Linked DNA regions of Capra hircus: region 2 is linked to region 1. The links are chromatin contacts, called in public Hi-C maps. All regions are on one chromosome and are shown on one strand. Each heading gives the region's core, a stretch centred on a gene start, on an enhancer-like site or on the middle of the called end of the contact. The rest is flanking DNA. Distances are from core to core; before and after follow the strand shown. Region 1 overlaps STK10 (serine/threonine-protein kinase 10). Region 2 overlaps STK10 (serine/threonine-protein kinase 10).

The links. A called contact is a pair of places that touch in the nucleus more often than the background predicts.
Region 2: a contact with region 1 is called in a Hi-C map of blood, with 2.2 times the contacts expected there. The contact joins two enhancer-like sites. A contact is called at or near these places in 2 of 5 Hi-C or Micro-C datasets (both in blood).

The regions. Positions count from the first base shown.
Region 1 is chr20:3,948,298-3,955,734 of ARS1.2, reverse strand. It overlaps STK10 (serine/threonine-protein kinase 10), which reads left to right. Exons shown (of 19, transcript XM_018065487.1): 5 at 2,908-2,980; 6 at 3,911-4,105; 7 at 4,682-4,763. Among named protein-coding and RNA genes, the nearest start is that of STK10, 80 kb to the left of the region's middle. Within about 2 kb of position 2,919, at least 4 of the 5 cell types and tissues checked have an H3K27ac peak or open chromatin away from gene starts, as enhancers often do.
Region 2 is chr20:4,007,704-4,015,140 of ARS1.2, reverse strand. All of the region lies in intron 1 of STK10 (serine/threonine-protein kinase 10), which reads left to right. Among named protein-coding and RNA genes, the nearest start is that of STK10, 20 kb to the left of the region's middle. Within about 2 kb of position 3,225, at least 2 of the 5 cell types and tissues checked have an H3K27ac peak or open chromatin away from gene starts, as enhancers often do.

The sequences.
Region 1 (7,437 bases), core at 1,670-4,169:
CCAGCTCGCGGGTGGTTCCAGATGGAACTTAAATGAACAGGTGAAAGAACCCAGCGACACAGAAGGGGCGAAACTGGAGCCCCGGGCTCTCAGGTTCAGGCCTGTCGCTCCACGCCGTGCCCGCTCCTGGTTTGAAATTGTGAGTCTGAGTGAAACGGCCGAGTGTGGCCTCCAGACCCAGGTGGTGGCTCTCAGAGCAGCTGGCTGTTGCCACTCCAGTGGTCTCCCAGTGTCTTGCTTCCTCCCGAGTTCAGCTTTTAATCGAGGTGGAACTTGGCACCAGAAGGCTGGAGCACTGGAGAAAGCTCCTCTTTGTGGTGCTGGCCTCTCCCCTTAGCAATGGGTGGTGGTGATGGATGTGTGTAAAGAGAAATTGTATTAATTTATTTTGTTAGTCCTGAAAGTCAAATGCTTTCGTCATGGCAAACTTCAGAAAAGTGGGAGAAACCTTGTCTCTCTGTCCATGGACAACCGTTTAAGCAAGCTAGTACATCTCCTCCAGTAATTCAGGCTGCAGCTCTGCTCTTTTGCGGGGAGGTAGGGCATAATTCCAACCATGCAGTATATTCAGATAAGCATCCTCTCCCTTTCCTGTTGAGCCTATATAAATACACCAATAAAATAGTTTCCTATTCTATTAAACGTTGAATATTTCAATATTTGTTGTTTTAGACTTCCCGGGTGGCACTGGTGGTAAAGAGCCTGCCTGCCGATGCGGGAGACAGAAGAAGTGTGGGTCCGATCCCTGGGTGGGGAAGATCCCCTGGAGGAGGGCATGGCAACCCACTCCAGTGTTCTTGCCTGGAGAACCCCATGGACAGAGGAGCCTGGCGGGTTATAGTCCACAGAGTCACACAGAGTTGGACACTACTGAAGCGACTTAGCACACATGGTGCTTTAAAATTTTATTTTCCCTACATTTTTATTCAGATATAACTGACATTCAGCACTATGTCAGTTTAAGGTTACATTATAACGATTGGACTTACATACACCATGAAATGATTATCACGATAAAGTTAGCGAATAGCCATTTGTGTGGTTACAAAATAAAAGAAAAAAATTTTTTCCTTGTGATGAGAACTCTTAGGATTTACTCTCTTAACAACTCTCATATATAAAGTATAGTAATGTTATATTTATTTATACATATATTTACTGTGCTTAATCATATTAAAACATATTCAAGTACATTCCTAGTACTTGTTTGTCTTATAACTGCAAGTTTGTGCCTTTTGACTAATTTCAGCTAATTCTCCTTCCCCCAACCCCCGCCCCCCATAGATCCGATCTCTTTTTCTGTGAGTTTGTTTGTTTGCTGACAACACTATATTGATTCCTGGTGTAAAACGTAGTAAGTTGATTTCTCTACACATTATAAGATGATCACTGCTATAAGACCATCTCTTGCCACACAAAGATATTACATTGTGACTGACTATATTCCCTACACTGTACATTTCATTCCTATGAGTCATTCATTTTATAACTGGAAGTTTGTGCCTCTTAGCCTCCCTCATCTATTATCATTATTAAATGTATATTAAAGTTGAATATTATGTATAATTCAGTATTGAAATATTGAATAAAATATTTTAAAACGTTACTGACTATAAAATATTCCACCATATGTGTGTGTATCACACGTAATCTGTTCAGTTATTTAGTCTTCACCTTCTTTCTTGGTTTTCCTGGTGGCTCAGATGCTGAAGAATCTGCTTGCAGTGCAGGAGACCTGGGTTTAATCCGTGGGTTGGGAAAATTGCCTGGAGAAGGGAATGCTACCCGCTCCAGTATTCTTGCCTGGAGAATTCCATGGACAGAGGAGCCTGGTGGAAATACAGTCCATGGGGTCGCGGCGAGTCAGACACGACTGAGCGACTAACACGCTTCTTTCTCATTGTTGTTCAGTCGCTCAGTCGTGTCCGACTCTCTGCAACCCCATGGACGGCAGGACGCCAGGCTCCCCTGTCCTTCACCATCTCCTGGAGCTGGCTCAAACTCATGTCCATCGAGTCGGTGATGCCATCCAACCACCTCATCCTCTGTCGTCCCCTTCTCCTCCTGCCTTCAGTCTTTCCCAGCATCAGGGTCTCTTCCAACGTTTCAGCTCTTCACATCCTAGTTCATTTTTCTCTGTGTGTGTGTTTGTATATATGATACATAATCTTAAATCCTTTTTAGAAAAGACAGAATGTATTCTATACTGCACATAAGAATTTAAAAAATCGCTCCATGAAAGCTAAGCAATGATGCTTGTTTTTAAGTTGTGTATATTATAATGACATTTTGGTGAACAATCATTACCCATAATGTTTTTATATTTAAGATTATTTCAGGGAATTCCCTGGTGGTGCAATGGTTAGGACTCTGTGGTTTCATTGCTGAGGGCCTGGTTGGGGAACTAAGATCCCCCAAGCTGCAAGGTGCTGCCAAAAAAGAGAAAGAAGATTGTTTCATTAAGGTGGACTCCTAGATTTGGATTACTGCACCAGAAGAGTATGGGTGTCTTATTTTATTTATTTATTTTTTCAGTCTGCACCGTGCAGCATGTGGGATCTTAATTCTCCAACCAGGGATCAAACCCACGCGCCTTGCTCTGGGAGCTCAAAGTCTTAACCACAGGACCACTAGGGATGTCCCCAGTATGGGTATTTTAGAATTTCTTGCTATTTATTGCCAAACTGCTTTCCTAAAAGCCTCTTCAATTTATATTCTTATTAGCAGGTAGGAAGGTGCATACCTCTTACAGCAGTGGGTGTTATTATTTTTTAATGATCACTAATTCGCTAGACAGAAAATGGCATCTGTTAGTTGATTTGGAACGTGAATCTCTGTGTCCACACCCCAGGGCCGTGGGTGGAGGAATGTCCATCCAGTCCTCTATCTGAGATTCTTGCCTTGCAGCTGACTTCGGCGTGTCTGCCAAGAATCTGAAAACTTTGCAGAAGCGAGATTCCTTCATAGGAACGCCTTACTGGTGAGTCGTGTAGCCTCTGGAAATGGGATGGTGGACTGAACGTCACACCTCCATGTCCCCTTGGTGACCCCTGGCTTGGCTGGAAGGGAGAAGACAGGCAGGGGCTCCTGAGTCAGCCTGCTAGGTCTGAGCCTGCGCGCGCCGAGACCTTGGCCATATTACCCAGCTTTTTGTGCCTCGGTTTAGTCATCTGTGAAATCAGGGGTGTAATAGTGCCTATATGATGTGGTATTGGGAGGATTAAATGGGATGGTGCATATAGAAAGTGTTCCACTAATAAGGACTGACGTTCCCTGGAGAATGGTTCTTGATGAATTCAGCAAGTGTAGGGTTAACAGGCAGACCCAGAGCTAGAGCTGGGGCCAGGAAGATGAACAGTATGAGTTCGGTTGCTATGCTTACATGAAATCTCCCTAGACTGTTCCAGTCCATTTTGCTCCCTTCTTTTCCAAAAAGAAAAAGCCTCTCAGTTTCACACCTAACTACTTTCTGCTTTACTTCCTTCCCATCGTGGAGTTGGGTTCCTTTTTTGCCTGCTTATTACTCACCCTCTCTCTCTCTCCCCCTTTACTCCTCCTCTCCTTTTCTCTCCCGCCCCTCTCTCTGCTGATAATTTTCTCCTCCCCAACCCGCCCGCCCCCGGATCTCCCCGGGCCCCTCCTCCCTGCCCCCACCCGCCCCTTCCCCAGGACCCTGTGTTCTGGATTGCTGCTGCCCTCTTCTGGTAGGAGTCGGAGCTGCAGCAGGACTGGGCTGTGAAGCTGCTTGGAAGGCGTCCTTTTGTGAGGAAACCGCCCCAGGAAGATAGTGGGTGGGAAGGAGCGCACATCAGGACCTGGGAGTGCTCGCGCCGGGCCTTGACCCTGACCCTCCAGGAGGCGCCTGCGGAGGCCAGGGTCTTAGCGCTCTGTTGTCCCCTGGTCGGTTCAGGATGGCCCCCGAGGTGGTGATGTGTGAGACCATGAAGGACACCCCATACGACTACAAGGCCGACATCTGGTCGCTGGGCATCACGCTGATTGAAATGGCCCAGATCGAGCCCCCACACCACGAGCTCAACCCCATGCGGGTGCTACTCAAGATCGCCAAGTCCGACCCTCCCACACTGCTCTCGCCCTCTAAGTGGTAAGGAGCCAGGAGGCCTGCCCAGGGGTGTCTGCAGGGCGGCCCTGGGTGGCAGGGCCGGTGGGGCGGGGGGACGTGGGGTGCCAGGGCTCTGCTGTCCCTGCTGGGCCTCACAGTTGGGGAGCGGTCAGGCCTGGGGTCGGTAGGCTTTTTCTAAGCTCCCTGGGCCCTCAGAGCTCCTTTCTCCCTCTGTGCTCTGAGCATCAGCTCTCCATCCACGCAGACTGCGGAACCCAAATAAGCTGGGTCCCGCTGCAGGAATAAGAGACCACACGAGCCGTTGCAGCCACACGGCGCAACCCTGGGCTGGGAGCTGCGACTCAAACCGCCAGCCCGGCTGTGTTCCGATGTGTGGCCTCGGGCAAGCCCCCTCTCTGATTCTGCATCCCCTCTGTCAGTGACCAGAGGGCGTCCTGAGGTCGCCTCCACTGGCTCACTTATAAAGGCTCCCTTTGTCCTTTGAGGGGCGTGTTTGGGAAGCACGCGACTCTCAGGAGAGTGGAGTCCCTGGTGCGGGAAGTCTTCTCGACTCTTCCCTGCTCCCAGCTCACTGCCTCCACCTGTCTGTCCTCCCAGGTCTGCAGAGTTCCGAGATTTCCTGAAGACAGCCCTGGATAAGAACCCAGAGACACGGCCCAGCGCTGCGCAGCTCCTGGAGGTGAGTGGTTGCCCCTCCCAGGTGGCTGCCCGCCTTGACCCGGAAGCTGGGTTCGTCCTCGCCCTGCCCTGGGGGTGTCATGCACAGCCGTTCAGTCATCAGCCAGTGTGCCCTGGGCACCCATACCCGCCAGCCCTCGTGCAGGGAGGGCGAAGGGAGACCAGAGTCCTGTCCACATGGGGCTAACCTCGGGGAAGGGGACAGGCAGCCAGTGAGCAGCACAGGGGAGGGGCTGCTCTCCTGTAAAAGGAGGACGCGAGGCGCGAGGGGCTCTGCGAGCCAGCGCCCAGAGGAGGCGAGGGGGACCACATGTGGTGCTCGAGAGTGGAGGTGGAGGCCTGGGATGGGGGCATGATGGGTGCAGCTGGCAGAGCCAGGAGGCCTGGGTGCGGGGGCTGGGGTGAACACAGGGGTGTGGGAGGTCGGTGGACTGGAGACAAGGTCAGGGCTGCGGGGAGTGTGTCCAGGCAGGCTCAGTGGTTCCCCAAGCGGACTCTGGGTACAAAGCATCTAGTCAGTCTCTCCACCGTGACTATTAGAGCAAAAGGATGCGGAGAAAAAGGCGCATGGGAAAACCAGGCAGAAGTGCCTAGAGTCCCCTCCTGTGGAGTCACAGAGGGCACACCGAGCTCCTCAGCTCTATGCTCTGGCAGCACAAGTGAAGTGTTGTTTCCCTGGGAAGCATGTTGGAGAACTCGGGGCCTAGGGTTTCACTGGCAGCTGACCACGTGGGCAGCCTCTGCTGGCACGGACCAGAGTTCCAGGCTCCAGAAAGCTGGGCAGGTCGTCAGCATGGACCCCATCATTTGCACAGTGCAGGCTGAGTCAGCCCCTCTTATCAGTTCACGGTGGGAACCCTCTCCAAATCCAGGCTCCCAGCAAAGGGCTAATGGTGGGAGCAGCCTTCCAAAGGAGAGCTGCACCAGGTCACGGAGAGTCACATAGGACCTTGGGAAGGCGTGGACTTCACCCTCTTTGGGACAGGGCACCTGTGAGGGTTTGGAGGGAAACACTGACTTACAAAGGTCTCTCTGGCTGTTGGACGTGGCATCTAGGAGACCAGCCAGGGTGACAGGTGACTCGGGGAGCATCCTCTTAGCTAGCTGAATGAGCTTTGGGTGGGGAAGTGGATGGTGGCTTCCTTGAAGCTGTTTGAAATACTGGAAGTAGCTGTGAGCCACCCTTGTCCAGAGCTGATGCCTTGGGCCGTGGTGTCTGCAGCCGGCGGGGTGAGTGTTGGAACCTTGGCAGCTGTGTTTGAAAACCTGCACGCCCCACTCACCCAGCAGTCTCCAGGTCGCCTGGCCACTGTCCCTGGGGGCACCAAGACTGCTGGGAGAGTACGCAGGTCTGGGGTCGGGCAGGGGCTGGCCCTCCACCCCGTCCACCACTCTAGAGCTTCCCCCGTGTGATCATCTCTGACTGTGGTGGGAGGAGAGGGGGCCGCGCCCCACCGCGCCCTGGAGGCTCTTTTCACATGCAGCCGCTTTTTCCCAGCGCTGACTTCCTGTGAGCCGGGCACTGGGGCTCGGCTGGCGCTCAGGGTGCCCCTCTGGGCTCTGTGCACAGTAGTGAAGTGTGTGGCCTGGGGGTGGGAAGGCCTGGGTTCAGTCCTGGCTGTGGGACCCTGCTTGAGGGGCTTCACCCCGCCGTGACCCTGTTCCCACTCTGAAGTGGGGATAATAGTCAGCCCCCCTCCCCTTACAGGGTCGTTGTGAGGGTTGAGGGGAAGATCCTGGAAAGTGCTTAGCTAAACTGTGCAGTGCTGTGCTCAGTGACGGTTTGACGCCTTGAATGAAATTGTTTAAAAGTGGAAAGAGATGGGGATGCAGACTGGGCTTGTCTGCTTGGGGTCACGATTGCTCCTTGGGGGCTTCTGCACTGTGTTTACAGTCACGTGGCTGGAGTGACAGAGGCGTGGGGAGGCGTTGGGCAGGGACGGTCTGGGCAGCCAGCGATGGGGGTGGGGTGGGCCTGCCGTCATCGTCAGATGCGAGAGCTCCAGGCTCCTTGGGGCCGATTGTTTCCTGTGAACAGTCACCTCCCGGCCTGGAACATCCGGCCTCCAGGACACAGCCGTGAAAAGACCAGCTGTCTCTCATCTCCCATGGCAGTCTGGGAACCTCAGCCTGGGCTAGGAATTTCCTTTCCATAGTTGGGGGAAAAAACCTTCCTGCCAGAGGACTCTTTGCTAAGTCAGAAGGCTTGCAGAAGAAAAGAGAGATCCCTCCGCATAAATAAAACTCCTTGCAGAGCTTAGGCTACCGTCAGTTTTTCCCATGTGCCTGTTTATCTTTTGAGTTAGGGAGGGTGGGGCATTGTTCCCCCCGTAGGTGAGGTCCCAAGGCTCAGGGAACAGAACTGGTCTGCCGAGGTCACCTGGCTTTGAGTGGCCAGATGCGAGCCCAGATCTCGTCCTGCCAGTCAGCGCCTCCTCCAGAGCTGATCGCACCCCCGCCTCAGCCTTTGGCTGACTGCTGATTCCTCCCGGCCCTCATCATTCCCTGCATCCTGCCTTCAGCCGACTGACTTCTGCCCCTGCTGGCTTGTGGTCCATTCATTCGCTTGCCTGGATATTAGTTGGGACTGTTATCACTTGGTGGTACCCCAGGCTCTGAAATCAGGCTCACCCGCCAGGAATCTGAATGGTCCTCACCTTGAGCCTCAGTTTCCT
Region 2 (7,437 bases), core at 1,976-4,475, 59 kb before region 1:
CCCACCCAAGGTTCTTCTACCCGCTCTCTGCACTCAGGCCTTTTGTGCAGTGATGAGACTGTTCTGTATCTGCTCTATTCAGTATGGTAGCCGCTCTTCACTGGGGTTAATGTTAACTGGGAAACTGCATTTTAAGTTTCATTTAATTCAGGTAACTTGAATAGGCACCTGAGGCTCGTAGCTACCATACTGGATGGTGCAGTTCCGGGGGGTTCCTGAGAGGACAGGTGCTTTTAAAGCAAGTTCTGGATGAAAGGGCCACTTTCTGTGCCTCAACCCCAGTCTGTCCTCACCAAGACCACTGTGGCTGATTGCTAGATGTCCATTGAGTGAAAATCACCTTTAGAAACCCCGTGGATTCCTTAATCTGTGTTTCAGAACCTCCTTGTCCAGAAAGTGAAGTGTGAGAGTGTTAATCGCTCAGTTGTGTCCGACTCTTTGCTACCTCATGGGCCGTAGCCTGCCAGGCTCCTCTGTCTATGGGATTCTCCAGGCAAGAACACTGGAGTAGTTTGCCGTTCCCTTCTTCAGGGAATCGAACCTGGGTCTCCTGCATTGCAGGCAGATTCAGTTATAGCTTAGCTATAATTTTATCATCCAGCTTCATTTACTTATTATTATGGCTCAATTATCTTTTTCTTATTACTACATTATTTTCCTATTTATCGTTTTAAAGGATTGCTTAATATCCCACTAAGTTGATTTAGCCATCATCCTTGGGTTGAATATTTAGGTTATTCCCACTGTGTGGATCACAATAAACTGTGGAAAATTCTGAAAGAGATGAGAATACCAGACCACCTAACCTGACTCTTGAGAAATCTGTATGCAGGTCAGGAAGCAACAGTTAGAACTGGACATGGAACAACAGACTGGTTCCAAATAGGAAAAGGAGTACATCAAGGCTGTATACTGTCACCCTGCTTATTTAACTTATACGCAGAGTACATCATGCGAAACACTGGACTGGAAGAAGCACAAGCTGGAATCAAGATTGCCGGGAGAAATATCAATCACCTCAGATATGCAGATGACACCACCCTTATGGCAGAAAGTGAAGAGGAGCTAAAATGCTCTTGATGAAAGTGAAAGAGGAGAGCGAAAAAGTTGGCTTAAAGCTCAACATTCAGAAAACGAAGATCATGGCATCTGGTCCCATCACTTCATGGGAAACAGACGGGCAAACAGTGGAAGCAGTGTCAGACTTTATCTTGGGGGGCTCCAAAATCACTGCAGATGGTGACTGCAGCCATGAAATTAAAAGATGCTTACTGCTTGGAAGAAAAGTTATGACCAACCTAGATAGCAGATTGAAAAGCAGAGACATTACTTTGCCAACAAAGGTCCATCTAGTCAAGGCTATGGTTTTTCCTGTGGTCATGTATGGATGTGAGAGTTGGACTGTGAAGAAGGCTGAGCGCCAAAGAATTGATGCCTTTGAACTGTGGTGTTGGAGAAGACTTTTGAGAGTCCCTTGGACTGCAAGGAGATCCAACCAGTCCATTCTGAAGGAGATCAGCCCTGGGATTTCTTTGGAAGGAATGATGCTGAAGCTGAAACTCCAGTACTTTGGCCACCTCATGCAAAGAGTTGACTCATTGGAAAAGACTCTGATGCTGGGAGGGATTGGGGGCAAGAGGAGAAGGGGACGACCGAGGATGAGATGGCTGATGGCATCACGAACTCGATGGACGTGAATCTGAGTGAACTCCGGGAGTTGGTGATGGACAGGGAGGCCTGGCGTGCTGCGATTCATGGGGTTGCAAAGAGTCGGACACGACTGAGCGACTGAACTGAACCACTTTGTTTGCCATTATTCTGGGCTAATGTGAATTTGATCCTAGTACACGTTTTCTCTTGTCTTTTTTGGAATTATTTCCTGGCCTTACATTCTCAGGAGTGAGTGCTAATAGGCTTAAAAGGTATTTTCTAGGCTCTGGAAATCTGTTGCCAATTTTGGTCTTTATGAGATTGAATCTGTCTGTATTCTCATCAGTAATGAATTTACCTATTTTACCATTTGTTTGCTTACCAGCATTGGAGGTTGTCATTTTTCCTTCTTTGTTAATTTAAAAGTGTAATGTGACTTTCTCTGCTTTTGGGGAGGAAGAGTCTTGTGGCAGAAGAATCTGTTTGCCTGGAGCCTGTTAGTAACTGCATTTCCCATCTGGGTTGCTGATCCCATTTTATCCATCAGGTCCTCTGAGAAGCCTCAGTAAAGGTCACCTTGTAGATCATGGTGCCGTTGGGAGTGAAGGTAGTTCTCATTACACACGTGTTGCATGGTGAAGTATTTTCATAGGTGTCTACTGTCTGCTAGAACAACCCCAGATTTAGGGGCTCATTTCCTTTTTGGTGGCAAAAGACAGTCATCCAAAAGGGAGCCTAAGGGCAGGGCCTGCGTCAGGATCGGTGGCCCCAGGTGCCCCACAGCCCCTCAGCGGAGGTCCCCCTCCATCGTGGCCTTCCTGGCCTTGGCCTCATCCTCAGGTAGGCTGTCCAAAGGGGTGGCAAGATGGGCTGCCAGACCCTTTAGCCTTCCCGTCTTACAGTCTACCAACCCAAGAGAAAGAAAAAAAGATGTATTTGGTGATAAGTTGAGCAAAAAATTTAAAAACACACGCACAAAAGACCATTTGGGTACAACCCTGTTGGCCTGCCACTGGGTGTGACTGAGTGGCTGGGCTGGGCTCTGTGCCAGGACCGTGTGGGCTCAGCCCCTCATGAATCTCTTGCACGAAGAGTGAAAGAGGGGCAGTTCCCAAAAGCGACTGGTGCTGTGGGTCCTCAGGCGGAACCGGATGCAGGCCAGTCCCCCTGCTGCCCCGCTTTAGGATTCATTTCCAGGCAGCTCCAGGGGCTCCCAGGCCTGAAGTGAGCTGCGCCCAGGGAACAGGCGCCCCCACCCCCCGCCAGTCAGGCCCTTCAGCGCGTGTGCGCTCATTCACGGTTTGCTTCTGCAGATAGCGCAGTCGCCGCAGCCTGCACTCTGCGCCCTGCATAGCCTTCACAGACTCAGCTTCCCCAGCTGCGGACTGGGGACTGGGCGCTGGGGTTTGGGAGGGGCGACTGATGTTCTTTCTGGTCCCTGTGCTCCGATAGCAGTCCTTTCCCGGAGGAGGGGGAGGGCGGGACGCAGCGGTCAGCCTGCAGCCAGGAGGGCAGGGAGGGCCCGGGCCGTCCCCAGCTGGCTGTGTGGGTGACTTTCAGGAAGCCCTCAGCCCCTGGCTGGGCCCCTTGGCTTGGGCGGGGCTTCTGCTGAAGGGTGGTTCCCGCCTCCTTGGGGCCGGCCGTGCTGCACAAGGCGGAGGATTGTTCCCAGAGAGGTGCCTGGGCGGGAAACACAAGTGGCCACTGTGTGTCTGCTCTCAGGGTGTGGGGCGAGGTGCTAGTCACCGCTGGCCAGCAGTGCAGCGCTGGGTGGGGGCTCTTGCCGTCTGTCCTTCGCTGGACCCCAGCCTTGCCTCAGTCGGTGGGAGACGGACGTCAGAGGCCACAGATGGCTGTTTGTTCTTTATATGACTTCCTTGTCTGTCAACTCCCACTGTGTCCCATCCACGTGGACAACCTTTAGCTTTCCAGTACCCACCCACTCCCCAAGCGGCCCTCACAGCAGACTCTGCAGAGAGCTTGGCTATCATGTCCCCTTTCTCCTACTGCAGAATTTACAGGAACCTCTGGCAGAATGGTCAGGAACATGGATTTTGAAGTCACGTGGGCTTCTATTTAACTTCCAGCCCTGCTGTTATACCTGCTCTGTGACTTTGAGCAAATGACTTCACCTCTCCGGGCATCAGTTTTCTTGCATAGGTAAAATGAGGCTCTTATAGACGTATGTATTCTCAAGTTCCAGACCAAGAGAAGCCGAGCTGCTTTCATCTGCTCCATCCTATAATCTCATGTTAGAACTTAAGGGCAGTCACTGTGTCCTCGTCACTGACTAGTAAACCTGAATGTCCGTCACTGTGTTCTCTACAAGTTTTGTGAACCCGAACATACTTAATCACAATGCAATGATAAATAATGGCCCTAATGTCCACCAAAAGGAGCCACAAAGCTCAGAAATGCATTTTGAAATGTCAAACAAGGAATAAATCACATTCAGGATAGTTTTAACGTTAGGTATTTTATTATATGCATTTATCCTATGCTATGCATTATTTAATATGTACACATTTATGGTATATGTCTCTCTCTCTCTCTATATATATATATATACATAGCTGCTGCTGCTGCTAAGTCGCTTCAGTCGTGTCCGACTCTGTGCGACCCCATAGACGGCAGCCCACCAGGCTCGCCCGTCCCTGGGATTCTCCAGGCAAGAACACTGGAGTGGGTTGCCATTGTCTTCTCCAATGCATGAAAGTGAAAAGTGAAAGTGAAGTCGCTTAGTCGTGTCTTCGCAACCCCATGGACTGCAGCCTTACCAGGCTCCTCTGCCCATGGGATTTTCCAGGCAAGAGTACTGGAGTGGGGTGCCATCGCCTTCTCCCATATACATAGCTAGTATCTCAGCATATTTGAATACTTTAATTCTTTCTAGGTGAAAGAGTTTACAAAGTATCTTTTTTCCTACTGCTTAACAAAAAAGGTGACAATTACTCTTGTTCACCCTATTCGACTGATTAAAAATAACAATTTTTGCTGAAAGAAAAAAGAGGCTCTCTCTTTTTTTTTAAATTTGTTTTTGTTGAATTTGTTATGATATTGTTCTGTTTTATGTTTTGGTTTCTTGGCCAAGAAGTGTGTGGGATCTTAGTTCCCTGATCAGGGATTGAACCCGTACCCTTGCATTGGAAGGTAAAGTCTCAACCACTGGGCCACCAGGGAATTCCCGAAAGAGGCTCTTAATAATACGATGCTCTTGTAAACATTAATTGAGGGGATTAATGAGGGCCCGGTGTCTTCTTGGGCCCTCTCTAAGCTCTGCTGCTTTGGAGTTAGTTTAGCTTTCAGGCTCCCCTTGGGAGCATGATGACCTGGCAGCTTGACTGTGGTAGGCAGTGCCAGAGGCTAGCAGTGAAAGAGAGCTCAGGGCAGTCTTCTGAGACTGCATTTCATTGGTCGACTTGATCACGTCTGTCCTTGAACCAATCACCGTGGTGACACGGAATGCAGTGTACTGACTGGATGGCATAAATCATCTACCTGCTTCTAGATAAGGTGGTGGGATCAGCCGCATTCCAGCTTGGGGACTGGGAATGAGAATGGGTTGGCTCCTCTGAAGAAAGATCAGGGAAGGGTGAGTTATGTTATGCGAGGGCAATAATTCCAACCTTTAGGAAGAAATTCTTCACTGGAAAAGTGCCTCACAAATAATAGGGACTCCCTAAATGATGCTTGAATGAATGAATGGGGAATAAGCTGATTCCCACCAGCCTAGTGTAGTAAAGAACACTGAACTGGGAGTAAGACCACTGCAGCTCCCAGTCCTGGGTGGGTCCTGATATCTCCCTGAGCTTCAGTGTGCTCATCTAGGAAATGGGCGTGATGGCTGATACCTCACTCCTGAGCAGGTTAAATCCTGGCTCTCTAGTCCTCCGCAGCTACCAAGCACTCTGGCAGTGAGTGGTTGCTATTGGCTGTGGTTGTTGCTTATCTTTAGCAAAGGGAGGTGGCGCTGGGCCCTTGCCAGGACGGACGTGCTGAGAACTGATGCAGAGCTCAGGCTGTTTGAGATAGGCAGGCTGGAATTTGGATTCACCCTTCACCCCCCTAACCCCATCTGCTGTGTGACCCGAGGCGTTTACTGTGACTCTCTGAGTCTGTTTCCTCACCTGTAAATCGGGAATGCTGGTATTTGTCTCGAAGGGCTGCGTTGAGGATGAAGTGAGAAATTCTATTTAAGGCCTGTAACAGCACACAGTGAGTGCTCAGACAGTGTTAACTGGTTTATAATAGCGATTATTACTCCTCTGTGGCCTTCAGGTGACAGACTGCTGCTGCCACCTACTTGCCATCTGCCTCTATGGGGATTCGATTATGAGCTGCTAACCTTCAGCATCCCCTGAAGGGAGCTGAGAATGGAGATCAGAAACCAGGCCCTCTGTGCACTGGGAACAACTGGAAGAACAGGTCTTCAGGTAGATGTTTCCAGAGACAATTTTATGAGTAAAGTCTTGCATCTTCTCATATCTAGAAAAGCACTAGAATCTTTCATGGTGATGTCAGTTTTTCGTGACTAGCAGAGATCTTCTGCCACAACTATGTGCTTGATTGCACGTACTCCTCTTTCACCAAAATCACATACATACTGACCTTCCCCCGGCCTCTTTGGAGCAATCTTTCAGGGCTGTCTGAAATGCTGTCTCCCGGGCTATAGTCCTCATTTTGCCCCAAATAAACCTTAGCTCACAACCCTCACGTTGTGCATTTTTTTCAGTTGACACTGCCTTAACCAGGCTATTAGAGCATTTAATTTGGCCAGGTCACTTCATGTGCCCTGACTGTTGGCAGCCCGTCCTGGCAGGCTCCGGGTCTCCGTGAAATCAGAGAGAGGTGCTGTGGCGGGCGTTCCTCGGTGTTGATGTTGGTGCCCTGCCTGAGGCTGGACCCTGTGGCCAGTGCTGCGTTTCAGGGTGGAGTGCAGGACAGATTTAATGCTCTCCCGGAAAACAGCCCCTGCCTGGGCCTCTTCTACCTGCAGGAGAGAAGAGTCCTTTAAAGGAAATCCAGGAAAAGGTGACTGTAGCCTCCTTCACCAGCTCTCAGGAGTGAAAGATGGGCACGTAAGGGCAGCCTTTGCTAGCTTAGCTCGCCATGCACTGCTGCGGCAGAAGCCTGGGAGGGCGTGGCCGCGGGGGTCGCCTCGGTCACGTGGCCCTCGCTGTAGCTGCTTGCTGAGCCCTCTACTGTCTTTTCTGTAAATGAGCAGAGTGGGTCTTAGCTTTGCTTCTGGATCTGGACAGGAGGAGGAGAGTGAATGCTGTACTGTGAAAGGATGCGTTGATGGTCTTCTAGTGGGACAGAAAAAATCAGCTTTACAAGAAATGAAAGGGCAGGCACCTCATCAGTTAAGTGTGTGTGTGTGTTGTGTGTGTGTGTGTGAGAGCGCGCTCGAGTGCCTGATTGCTTAATTGTTGAGAGAGAGAGAGCGCCTGATTACTTAATTGATGAATTTCTAAGGCGTTCCAAGCAAGTTTTCAAAACTGAGTTCAGGGGGGCGGACCTGACCCAGGGAGGGCCGGGGGAGCAGGGTGATGTCTAGGATGGACGATGGCCTCAGGGAACAGCCCCGCACGAAAGTCCGTTCCCTGAACTGAGCTCCGGGGCCAGACGTGGAAGGTTCCCTAGACCACGTGGCCACTCCCGGGTGCAGACCCTGGAGCGGGGCTGCCTGTGTTCCTGTTCAGCCCCGTGACCCGAGTTGCTGGGGCTCTGCCTCAGTCTCCCCATCCAAGGTAACAGTTGCACCTGCCTGGCAGGATGCTTGAGGAG